Regions from separate parts of the Sus scrofa genome. Here region 2 is linked to region 1. A link is a contact called in public HiChIP or PLAC-seq data. All regions are on one chromosome and are shown on one strand. The core of a region is the stretch at or near the end of the contact, and the rest is flanking DNA. Distances in the headings are between cores, read along the strand shown.

What was found. HiChIP or PLAC-seq counts read pairs in DNA pulled down with a chosen protein or histone mark.
Region 2: an H3K27ac HiChIP or PLAC-seq map of skeletal muscle shows a contact between it and region 1, with 3 times the contacts expected there. The contact joins two enhancer-like sites. A contact is called at or near these places in 2 of 47 Hi-C or Micro-C datasets (embryonic fibroblasts and epiblast stem cells) and 1 of 2 datasets of contacts at active chromatin or transcription factors (skeletal muscle).

What each region holds. Positions count from the first base shown.
Region 1 is chr9:49,236,436-49,241,965 of Sscrofa11.1, reverse strand. All of the region lies in intron 2 of LOC102164776, which reads left to right. Among named protein-coding and RNA genes, the nearest start is that of MIR100, 81 kb to the right of the region's middle. Within about 2 kb of position 4,190, at least 1 of the 83 cell types and tissues checked has an H3K27ac peak or open chromatin away from gene starts, as enhancers often do. A contact at or near this core is called in skeletal muscle, where this site is marked.
Region 2 is chr9:49,493,022-49,498,979 of Sscrofa11.1, reverse strand. All of the region lies in intron 1 of LOC102164776, which reads left to right. Among named protein-coding and RNA genes, the nearest start is that of UBASH3B, 130 kb to the left of the region's middle. Within about 2 kb of position 4,264, at least 8 of the 83 cell types and tissues checked have an H3K27ac peak or open chromatin away from gene starts, as enhancers often do. A contact at or near this core is called in skeletal muscle, where this site is marked.

The sequences.
Region 1 (5,530 bases), core at 2,941-5,440:
TTTTAAATTAGTAATATGTATCAGAATCTCCTTTTAAGATTATATATCTGTATCTCCGTCTACATCTCCAGGCCAGAGCTGGCAGGTTCTGATTTAGAGAGGTGCAATGAAACCGAATCTGCATTTTTCAGAGAGCTTAGAGGAAATTTGATAGGCACCTCTATGTACTACACATGTTTGGAAATGCAGGCTGCGTTCCAGGTCCAAGCAGTGGGCAGATTCTGTTTCCTCTTCTACAGGCTTTCCTACCTGATCACCCAACTCCCTGAAATGGGGAATTATTGCTGAGCCACTTCTGTGACATTGACCTCAGCTCTGAGCATGAAACAGCTGTTATTATCTGAACTATACCAATGTGAGAGTAAATGAACACCCAATTCACTGAAAAGGCTTGTTGTGAACAACAACAAAAAAAATCCTGAATCTCTTCCAGATATTTCCACGGATTCCCCCTCCCTGGTAATGGAGCAAGAATGAGTTGTGTCGTCTCATGCATAGATAATGTATGTCGTGTGTTTTGTTATAAAGAGAGTTTGGAAGCCTGCATAGATGTGTAGGGAAGTGTCTGCAAAGTGATGCATTTTTAATAGCAGCATCAGGTCTGTCTTCTCTCCATAATTAGGTTTTGCATAGTGTGGGTGCCTGCCATCACTCCATGTTTTATTTTTCTTACACACCCTAAGTTTAATCCTATCAGCATTAAGAATCCCTATTAGAGTGGAAAATAAGTGACCTTATGACTGTCTTTTGCTCTTCTCTTCAGGCCAGGACTGGAATTAGCAGATGAATCTATAGACTGGGAGGTGGCATGGTTCCTGGGGACAGAGGATGTGCAGGTCCATCTCAAAGTTCAGAGCATATTATATGAATGGTAAAGGAACCCAAAAAGTTCAAATCATGGACTCTATAGGAAATAGACCATGATCAGGAGATACCAAGGAGCAGGCTACAGATGGAAACTTTTCTGTGCCTCTATTTCCATCACCTATGAAATTATTCAGTACCTAATGAACTGGTTTGTCTTGAAGATTAAACTTGCTTGTAAAGTACCGAGACTGGTGCCTGGCATGTAGTTAGGTTGTATTAATGTGTGAAATAGCATTATTATTATTATTGTTTTCATCAGCAGAAACTGGAGTGTAAGATAGGTTCTGGGCCTCAGGAGTGGGAGGCAGAAGACAGGGTAGAGAAACCTGAGCTCTGACTGATGATGCTGAGCCGGAGCTCCTAATATCTTTTCTGCTTGAGGTGCTAATTCATCTCGGTGACCAGTTGAGCTGAGCCTGAAGCAGCGGGAACATGGGGGAGCAGAGGCTGAGACCCAACTTTCAGAACTGTTTCCTCTAATCAAACTCACTTCTTGTCCTTGCCTTCCCTTCTGACAACACCATCAGACAGACCTCCATGGAGAGTGGCCATGTTGCCTGTTGGCTCTGCTTTAGGCTGCAGTTCTGCTGATCTTTAGATAACATAGGTGATGAAGTTATTTAATAAAAGGATTTGAGGTTGGTCATTTCCCTTTAGGGTTGTGGCAGTGCTAACATAGGTATTTTCTTTTCTTTTTTTTTTTTGTCTTTTTGCTATTTCTTGGGCCGCTCCCGCGGCATATGGAGGTTCCCAGGCTAGGGGTCGAATCAGAGCTGTAGCCACCGGCCTACGCCAGAGCCACAGCAACGCGGGATCCGAGCCGTGTCTGCAACCTACACCACAGCTCACGGCAACGCCGGATCGTTAACCCACTGAGCAAGGGCAGGGATCAAACCCGCAACCTCATGGTTCCTAGTCGGATTCGTTAACCACTGTGCCACGACGGGAACTCCTAACATAGGTATTTTCACTACTAACATCACCTCCTTAATCTCCATTGTTGGAGAATCTCAAAGATTAATCCACTGAAAACATTTCCACTAGATCTGTGGTGGCAGTGTATTTTTCACAGTCCCCTGAGATATGGTGATAACTGTTTTACACAGTGACCATATTTATTTAATTATTGAATTCATCAGACATTCACGGAGTGCCTACTCTGTTGACAATGGCACTAGATCCTCAAGACACAAAGAGGAATGCAGCATGGTTCCTAACTCTAAGGACCCATGGAGTAGTGTACAGAGACAAGGTGACAAACACTGCAGTTCATTGGAAGTGCTGATAATGGATAATGAAGGGCTGTCGGGCTCCAAGGGTGATCAACCCTCCCTCGGTGGTAGAGAGTCATGGTCAAGAAGAGCTTCACGGGGTGATAAAAAGAATGACATGGTCTTAGAAGATAAGAGGTTTATCTGGGCAGAGAAAGAAAAGAGAATATTCCCAGCAGAGAGGCAGCTTGGGCAAAGGGAGGCATTTGGAACATGTATATTAGGATGTTGGTATGAAAGTAGGAATGTGGTGAAAATAGGATTTGGCATGTAAAAAGATGCAGTATTACCAATGACCTTGCTTGAAAAACTTGGAAGAATTGACTTTATTAGAAATCATTAGCAGACTTTAAACGAGAAGGTAATATGATGAGGTTTGCCTTTGAGAATGTTCTTTCTGATGACGGTTTGGAGGATTCAGTGAGCAAGAGCAGAAAAACTACATAAGACGACCAGCAATGCAGTTGAGAGACTATGTTAATGCCCATGTTAGAGGATGAGGACCTGGAGCTAAAGCAGAGCAGTGGGGGAAGAACGGGGGACTCAGATTAAAAAAATCATTCAGAGGTCATGTCAGAAGGCCTTGGTGGCCAACTGGATGTCTGGGACTGAAGGAGAGGTACTTTAATGCCAGATATGTTTATGATTGGTTATCACAGTCCATGATGCGTCTTCCTCCACATTCTTAGTGATGATCCAGAGCATACTCTGTTCCAGAAAAAAATGGCTTGTGATCAACTTCCTGGAGTGAGGAAAAAAAAAAAAAAAAACACATTTCAAGGAAGTATTGGATTTTATTGGGGTCCTTTCCTTCTCCATTTAAGTGCCCGAGGAACCCAAGGTGGTCTCCTAACTGAAACTTTACAGACAGAGCTAATGGAGAAACCAGAGAGTCACAGTCTTAATCTCGAGGTCGGTGCTTCCCAGATCTCATGTGCACACAATCACCTGGGGATCTCGCTAAAGTGCAGATTCTCATTCACAGGCAAAGGGGTGGCATTTGGGATTCCACCAGTTTAACAAAGCTCCCAGGTGGTGCTGACACACTTGACCTCAGTTTGAGCAGCATGTCTCCAGATTATTTCACAAGGAGGGAAACAATTGTTAGGGCAGCAACGTGGCCACAACCAGCTTGCACAAATAAAACCGTGCATGTTCCAGATTATGCTGCTGGTGTTTTGAGTTTTTAGATCTTGTCTTGATGAGGCCTCTTGGGAATGGGGTCTGTCCCAGGAAGAGACTTATTTAGAGTCTGAGCCAATAGGTTATCCTGGTATTTTACAAAGAGCCACCAAGGAGCTCCCCACTGCCACCGTGCTGACACTGGCATGTTCCCTGAATAACGAAGTCCTGACTCAAACTGGAAAATAACTCCAAGCCAGTGGCCTGCAAACCATCCCACCTAACCAGTGTGGGATAGTATAAATTTTGTTAAACTTGCCAGAGAGTTGAGGAATATTTTTGGTTAAGAGTTATAATAGGCTCTTTGTAGCAATTGCAATATTTATGTACCTGTCACTAGAGACAAACAAGACTGGAAATTTGTAAACTGGCTCCTTCTTACCTTGTGAGTCAGTACTCATCCACGTTTAACCTCTGCTCACTAACGATGTAGTGCTTAAGTTACCATTTGTTTATATATGTCAGATCTTTAATTACAAGAGCATAAGTAGCAACCTGGTCCATTAGCGACCAGGACCAGATGCCAGGGTTGGCATGGCCTGGTGGGAGACTGGCACTGACAAATGGCCTTTGGTGGCTCAGCCCCAAACTGGCCTGCTCTGCTTGCCTGAAATAGAGGAGACACTTTGCTGTAGGGAGACTGCAGTCAGCCCTGAAATTGAGAGGCATCTGGTATGAGAAAAAGGGCTGTCTTGGGAATCAGGAAACTAGTTCCCACTCAGCGATAACCTGTTATATGTTTTTGGATAGATGATTTGTCTTTTGTGGTCTTCATTCTCTTTTTGAGAAAAGAGGTAGGCAAGGTCAGCAGTCCTCAAACTTTCCTCTGAGAGCCCTACAGCCCTCACGGAGGAGCTGAGAGGATCCTACCCAAGTCCTTTCTGACTCTGGGTCATGTGAGTTTTTAGGTCCCCAACATGTCCGTGCCCTTGGTCCCTGGTGTCATGGTAGCCTTTTTCTAGTCTGCAGAAGTGTTCCCATTCGCAAGGCCATTGATTGGGCTTTCTACAAGAGTCTTTTCAATACCCAGCACTGATAAAATGCTAGAGGATAAGAAGGCTTAGGGAAAAAAGAAAATAGCTCTAATTCTGCAGTTGTGAATCCCACAGTTGGGAAATACAAGAAGGCAAATGAGCGACACACACGTGATAACATCTGTTGTAGCTCCAGGGTACACCTCATCTTAAGAAGGTGGATTGACTTGTGAAAAATCAGCTAGAGAATTCATTTTTGTAAACCAAACCAGAATTCACCTGCTTTTTGAAAAATGCATTTATTTGGCCTCCTGGACCATCTGCTGGAGTTACATCATTTGCAAACACTAGACTTGTCTTTGTCTCAAAATATTTCTTCTAAGCAGCCTAAACTCACTTCAATGAGGTTGGCCTGTCTCCATTGTGTGTTTACATGCATTTAAGTTCTTTGTGTGGACTGCACTGCAAAGATGGTTACCTGGCTATTATTTCTCTAACCCTAATTTCCCTAGGGTGGTTGTCCTCCAGCAGGATGCACAGATGTATAAGTGCTGAAGGTGTCTGGGAGCAGAGTTGAGAGTGGCTTTGTAACATAGAACCTGTAAGTACAATGGTGCATTTCACAAAGGATTTCCCCTGTAATACTGACAATAGCACCTTAAAGACAGCAGGCAGACTTGTTGAAAGTCTGAAAGGCCATTCATTTGTTTATTTGTTCCAAGGAGTTGACCCCCTTCGCAGAGCTTTGTATGAATTATTGTTTTCTTCCCTGGCAAATTGAAATAAAGCTACACTTTTCCTAATAACGAAACTCATTCTCAAATCACTTAGCCAGCTGGGGCTTCATGTTTACCTGGCTTTGTAACTCAATCTTCTTTTGGCAGAAGCCACACACTGTCGTTCTACTGTTGTGTTTCCTTGACAGGATTCTCCTCTTTGGCTTTTCCCCTTCAGCATAGAAAAATCATTCAACACACAGGCTGCTGATGGGGGGGGGGCATTTTGGGTGTAAATAGGGGTAAGTCATTGCTAGTTAATAGAAGTTTGATTCTCAGTCTAGGGTATTTTTGTCACAATGAGTATGTTTTTAGCTTGTTTGGTTTTGTTTGGTTTCGTTTTTGGGTTTTTTGTTTGTTTGTTTGTTTGTTTGTTTTTTAGGGCTGCACCTGTGGCATATGGAAGTTCCCTGGTGAGGGGTTGAATTGGAGCTAAAGCTACCAGCCTATGCTGTGGCCA
Region 2 (5,958 bases), core at 3,015-5,514, 260 kb before region 1:
AACTATGCCACAGCAACTTGGGATCTGAGCCATGTCTGCAACCTACACTACAGCTCATGGCAACGCCAGGTCCTCCTAAACCCACTGAGCAAGGCGAGGGATCGAACCCCTATCCTCATGGATACTCATCAAGTTCGTTACCACTGAGCCACAACAGGAATTGTGAGCATATCCTTTTATACCTTCCTTGCATGAAAAACAACGTTAGGGTTTTACAAATGGGTATAAGCTCTTTGAGAGGAGACACATTCCTATTTAAGAAAGTTATGAGCAGTGGAAAGACAGTGGATTTGGAATTAGGTACCGGCATTTTAACTCCAGGCCTGGCTATTGTTGTTTAGGGGCTCTGCCCACCCACAGAATGAGGTCTTTGGACAAAACAGCCTCTGGCTCCCTATTCTGCTAATAATCTATGTTCTGAGATGTAAGATGGTAGCTCCCAAATGCTCACTACAGTGCTTGCTAATTGGATTTGACCAAATTAAACGTAAGACACCAGGTTTAGGTCACTTTCTTCATTTAAGTCCAGGATCCTCCACTGTACTGTGTACAAGGAACACTCCTCAGAAATAATGACGCCATTAACCCTGGATTCCCTTTCATGGATACTCCCCACCCCCATACAAGCACTGCTTATTAATAATGGTTAAATATAAGCATGGGACTCTGTTCATAGCAATTACTCTCAAAATTTCCCCTCTTTCCATAGTACCTTCCTATTCCAGTTTATCCCACAAACCACCAAAAGTTGAATTTTCCTACGGATTTTCTTTCATTCAGCTGCTCAGAAATGCATATGAGCTCTTCATTGGTTATGGAATAAAATCCACATTTCTATATATGCAATTCAGGGCTCCATATTCTGGGTTCACTGTTTCCAAGTTTGTCAGCTGAACACATTCTTGTGTGTAAAACCTCTGTTCCCAGCAGACTGAAAGCTTCGTTGTTGCTCTAGGGTGGCGAGATGAGTTGCTTTCCTACCTACATACTTTTCTTTATACTAGTCCCTCTGCTCAGACCTCCCCCTTCTTATTTGATGCAACAGAAGTTCTTCCCCTTTTTTTTTTTTTTCTTTTTGTCTTCTTGGCATTTTCTTGGGCCGCTCTCATGGCATATGGAGGTTCCCAGGATAGGGGTCGAATCGGAGCTGTAGCCGCCAGCCTACGCCAGAGCCACAGCAACGCGGGATCCGAGCCGAGTCTGCAACCTACACCACAGCTCACGGCAACGCCGGATCGTTAACCCACTGAGCAAGGCCAGGGACTGAACCCGCAACCTCATGGTTCCTAGACGGATTCGTTAACCACTGCGCCACGACGGGAACTCCTCTTCCCATTTTTATAGTCTGCTTAAAGCCATTCCTCCGTCCTGCCAAGTTCACCATAGCCCCCGCCCACCCCATGAGTACTCTCAACTGCTGCATAGATATTGTAGTCAGTGTACCATCAACATTTAGTGGGATGTGCTTTGGATAATGTGGTACTCAGCAGGCATTGCCTACTAGTGCTAGGATGTGTTTTATTTTCCCACCACCTAGATTAAAATCTCCTTGAAAGCAGGCATGGGGTCTTACCCATATTTGAATCCTTATTGCTGACTCTTTTATCAGCAATAATATTCTTATATTGTTCAAGCTATCATTAAGGTATTGACTATATAATTAAATAGCTTTCCACATTTTTGTTGTTATAGGCAAGCTGTGAGTTTCTTGATTTAAAAAAAAAAAAAAAAAAAAAGTCCCCTCTGCCCATGGTGGCTAGCCCCTGTTGCCTGGCCTTGGCACTTGATAGACACTCAAGAAATATTTGAGAGAATGAAGGCAGTCCTATTTGACTTGGCTAGAAAGCTGACTCTGTAAGAAGTTGATGAATTGAACTGCTTTATGATCAATCTAAAACATAGAAGGTGATTGCCTCTGAAAATGGGATGCGTCTTTTTTTGTTTCTTGGCATTTTTCCTATTAGGAGTGGAACTTGAGTAGATTAAACAGGACTTGATCTTGAATCCACAAATGACACCAAGCCTGAAATGATGCTGAGGTTGGAAGTGATTTAGTTCACTTGAATTTTAGCTGGGGGATAATGTTTTCCTTCTGGGAAGAGAAATGCTAATGAAAAAATCACCTCCTGACTACAACTCAGAAGTAACAGGAATCTGGCCAGAAATATGATCTTATGAAAACTCTCCAAGCAAAGCATCTTACACTCATGTCTATGCCTTTGGATTGACATTCTGGTGTTTGCATTTCTCTGGTTTCCAGAGATCAGGGTGGAGAGAGGCGCCAGGGTAACAAGCCAAATAGGGCTATTATGGGATGTCATGCTCACTGGGTGTGAGTGCTGTCTTGTAGGACATTTATAGCATTTATTACTCAGCCCAACTTTAATAACACATGGACAAGCCTGGGCAGTGTGTAAAGGATCTGAGAGTTTTTGTTATGAATATCTGTATTATAGAATTAGTGAGTCTCAGCATTGGACTGGATTGGAAAGATGATCTCATCAAAGGGGCCCCTGCTCTCTATGGGAGAAGAACTGCTGTCAATATCCCTGACATTGTAAATTGTCATGGGTATTGGGGGACCTTTGTAAGGATAAGTCGGCAGATGGTAATGGCAACATTTAAGTTTGTATTTGCCAATTTTGCCCATATCCTAACTCTACTTTTTCCCAGAGCTACGGAGAGGTGGGGCAGACAGGAGTGACCAACCAGCCTAAACTTTTTGTTACAAACCAGAGAGGAGAATGTGAATGGAGTTCAATGACGTATGTTGACAAAGATGCCACTATATTCTGGATCAGTGATAATTAAACTTTATGTCCATCAAGTCACCTGGAGATCACGGAAAAGTTCATATTCTGATTCAGAAGTTCTGGGGGGGAGTCTGAGATCCTGCACTATTTGGAAGCTTCCAGGAGATGCCAGTTTTTCTGATAAATGATGATATTTAAAATAGCAAGACTCTAGGATCAACCATGCTCATCCATCTGTTGGAAATTGAGCAGCTCTGAGAAGAAACAGACTTGTAGCTCATAATGATGGAAAAGAATTAGATAATTCAGTTAACTCGTTGCTGATTTTTTTTTAATTAAATTTTTTTGAAGCAAAATAAGTAGAACTTTGGTGTATAAAACAGCTTGAACCTTTGATGATCTGGCTAACTCTGGAACAGAGCCAACTTTCCCTCCCTTGACTCCCCTCAGACTGGTTGGTCATTTCTTAGAACCCCAGGACTCTTGAGTAACAATGTTTAAAAAATACTAACCTTATTTAATGCATTAGGAAATAAGCTAGAACCTGAATCTTGATGCTACTCTCATGTTCTTACCAGTATGCTAAGGCATCGTAACTTATTCGAAACTTTGGTTTGGCAGCTGATTATCACTGCCATGGGCATGGCAGTGTCTGGGCTTGGGTCACTCTCTGACAAAGCTGGTGTTTGCCATATCCTTTGAACCCACAGCTAACAATGTGGACTGGGGGAAGTCACTTAACTTTTCTGGGCTCTAGGTTTCTGATCTATGAAGTGAAGACAGTTATAAAATATTTTGAATATTTTGTTTGTCTGACAAACAACAGTCATTAGAATATGCAGGGCTTAGAAGTTGGACATAAATCTGATCCTTTAAAAAAGGGATTAGAAAGAGAAATTTTTGCATAATGTACAGAGATGGGAGTGCTAAAACACACTGAGAAACAAGGGCAAATATACTTTGGAAAGTAAGGAATGTGGTCACAGATAATTTTACTTTCAAACTAGGCATGTGAGGGATTTTGTTGGCCTTCTGAGAAAATGGAGAAGGCATCATGGAACGAAACAGAATTCTCAGGATTTTGCAGTTCCCAACTCTTTTGGCAACAGGTTAAAAGCATTTGTCAGAGTGGAAGTCAAACTATCACCTGGCTCACTTCGGGGCAAAGGCCAGTATAGAAAATAATTGTACTTTGTATAAAAAGTATCAGCTTCTCATCCTGTTCTTGTTCATCTTACTGGAGAGGAAGACATTTGGGACAGAGTGCGTTGATCTTGGGGCTGGACTGTGAGTAGACGACGACTCTATAGCTAGTATATGCACTTAAGCAACTGCAGCAGGATTAATTTATCTTTTCTTATTTGCAAAGCCTTGATGGAGAATATCCGCTGGTTTTGTCGGAGAAAAGAGACTTCCTGAGACATGATGTAATTTTTCTAAAGGGGAAACACATGTTGAGTCCTGCAGTACAAAACAATACTGAGGTGCTGATAGCGGAGCTGTCAGTCATGTGACAGGATACAGGGGAGTTAGGCAGTGCTACCCAGGAGCCTTTGGAGCACGGGCTGTGGGGGTGGGGAAGGGAAGAAAAGGTCTCTGAAGCTTTTTAAATAGAGAGACTCCATTAAGTTTATAGGAGTCTGGAAGGAATGCTTTTCTGTTTTTAGTTAGAATGACCTTACTCCTTGGACTAAAATATAATCACACATGTGCTGCTTTTTTTTTTTTTTTCTTTTTTCCCCAGAGACCGTAGGCACTTAAAGTGTTTGTGGGAAATTTGAGTAAATCTACATCTTAAAATCCAGGAAAATAAATGATGGTTAAGAATGATACTGTGATATAACAAATTTCTCATAATACGTGGCTAATGTAGCTATCATAAAATAGTGGGCTAAACATTGGTACCAGCACTTGGAAACTAGGTTTTACTTTCCCTGAAGAGTTAAAAATTAAATACATAGCCATAGATGTCAGCGAATGGGAAGTCAGAGTTTCACTAGGAAGCAGCAGACTAAGGGGATGTCTATTTATGTCTTTCTAGACAGTATCGACTAGCTGCATAGCCCTCTATTAAGTGCTATGGTAATTACAAAGGTGAGAATAACTCACTTTCTTTAAATAGTTATATTTTTTTCATCTCATCAACTAGAAGAATAGGACTTTGCTGTTCAGCAGTGCCATCCTCTCAGACCAGCGACATGGACAACACTTGGGAGCTTGTAAAACTAAGGAACTCAGATTCTGCTCCAGGTGATTCATACACACAGTAAAGTTTGACCAACACTGGTGTAAGTGACTTATTAAGGGAACACAGAAAATAAAGAAATGACTTCTGGAAGGATGCTAAAGGAAGACTTCAACTAGAAAAATAAGACCTTGCTACTCAGCAGTGCAATCCTCAGTTATTTTTGTAAGATAAATTAAGTTTTTATAGAAAGGTGTGATGGGACTATTACCATATTCCTTGAGAGGCAGACTGGTGAAGAGGTAAAAGAGAGCCTTCTTTTCACTTTGAAGGTATAGTTCTACTGTCTGCGGACTTGTATTTCTGGTAAGAAGTCTACAGAACTATGTCTTTTTTCCTCCTTTAGGTAGGATGCATTTTTCCTCTAAACTTTGTCTTTATCATTGATTTTTGGTATTTTTCATATGATGTGAATCGATGTTTCTTAAAAGTCAAATTTGGAAAAACTCCAGACAGTAATTCTTTAAATACGTCCCATCATCCTCCTCTCGCTTCTGGGGCTCTATACAAAAACTAGTTGCTTGAAGTTGTTTCATAGGTCACCAAAATTGTGTTCATTTAATTTCCAATTTTTCTCAAACTTTAGTCAAGAGTTTTAATCGCTATATTGTCAGTTTTACTGATTTTGTCTAATATGCTGTAATCCAGTAAAATTTTCACTTTCAGTACTGCAGTTTGCATTTCTGGAAGGTTTCGTTTGTTTTGTTTTTACCTTTCATTCTTCCCCACATTTTGCTTACATTTCTTGTAAATCAAGGATTGGTAAACTGGACCTAATCCACCTGATAATCTTTTTTTGTTTGACCTGTGAGCTGAGAGGTTTTACATTATGAAGGATTTACACTATAAAGGATTATTTTAAAAACTTAAAAATATACGACAAAGACCATATGTGGTGCACAAAACTGAATATATTTGCTATCTGGCCCTTTACAAAAAAAGTTTGCTCGTCTCTGCTTT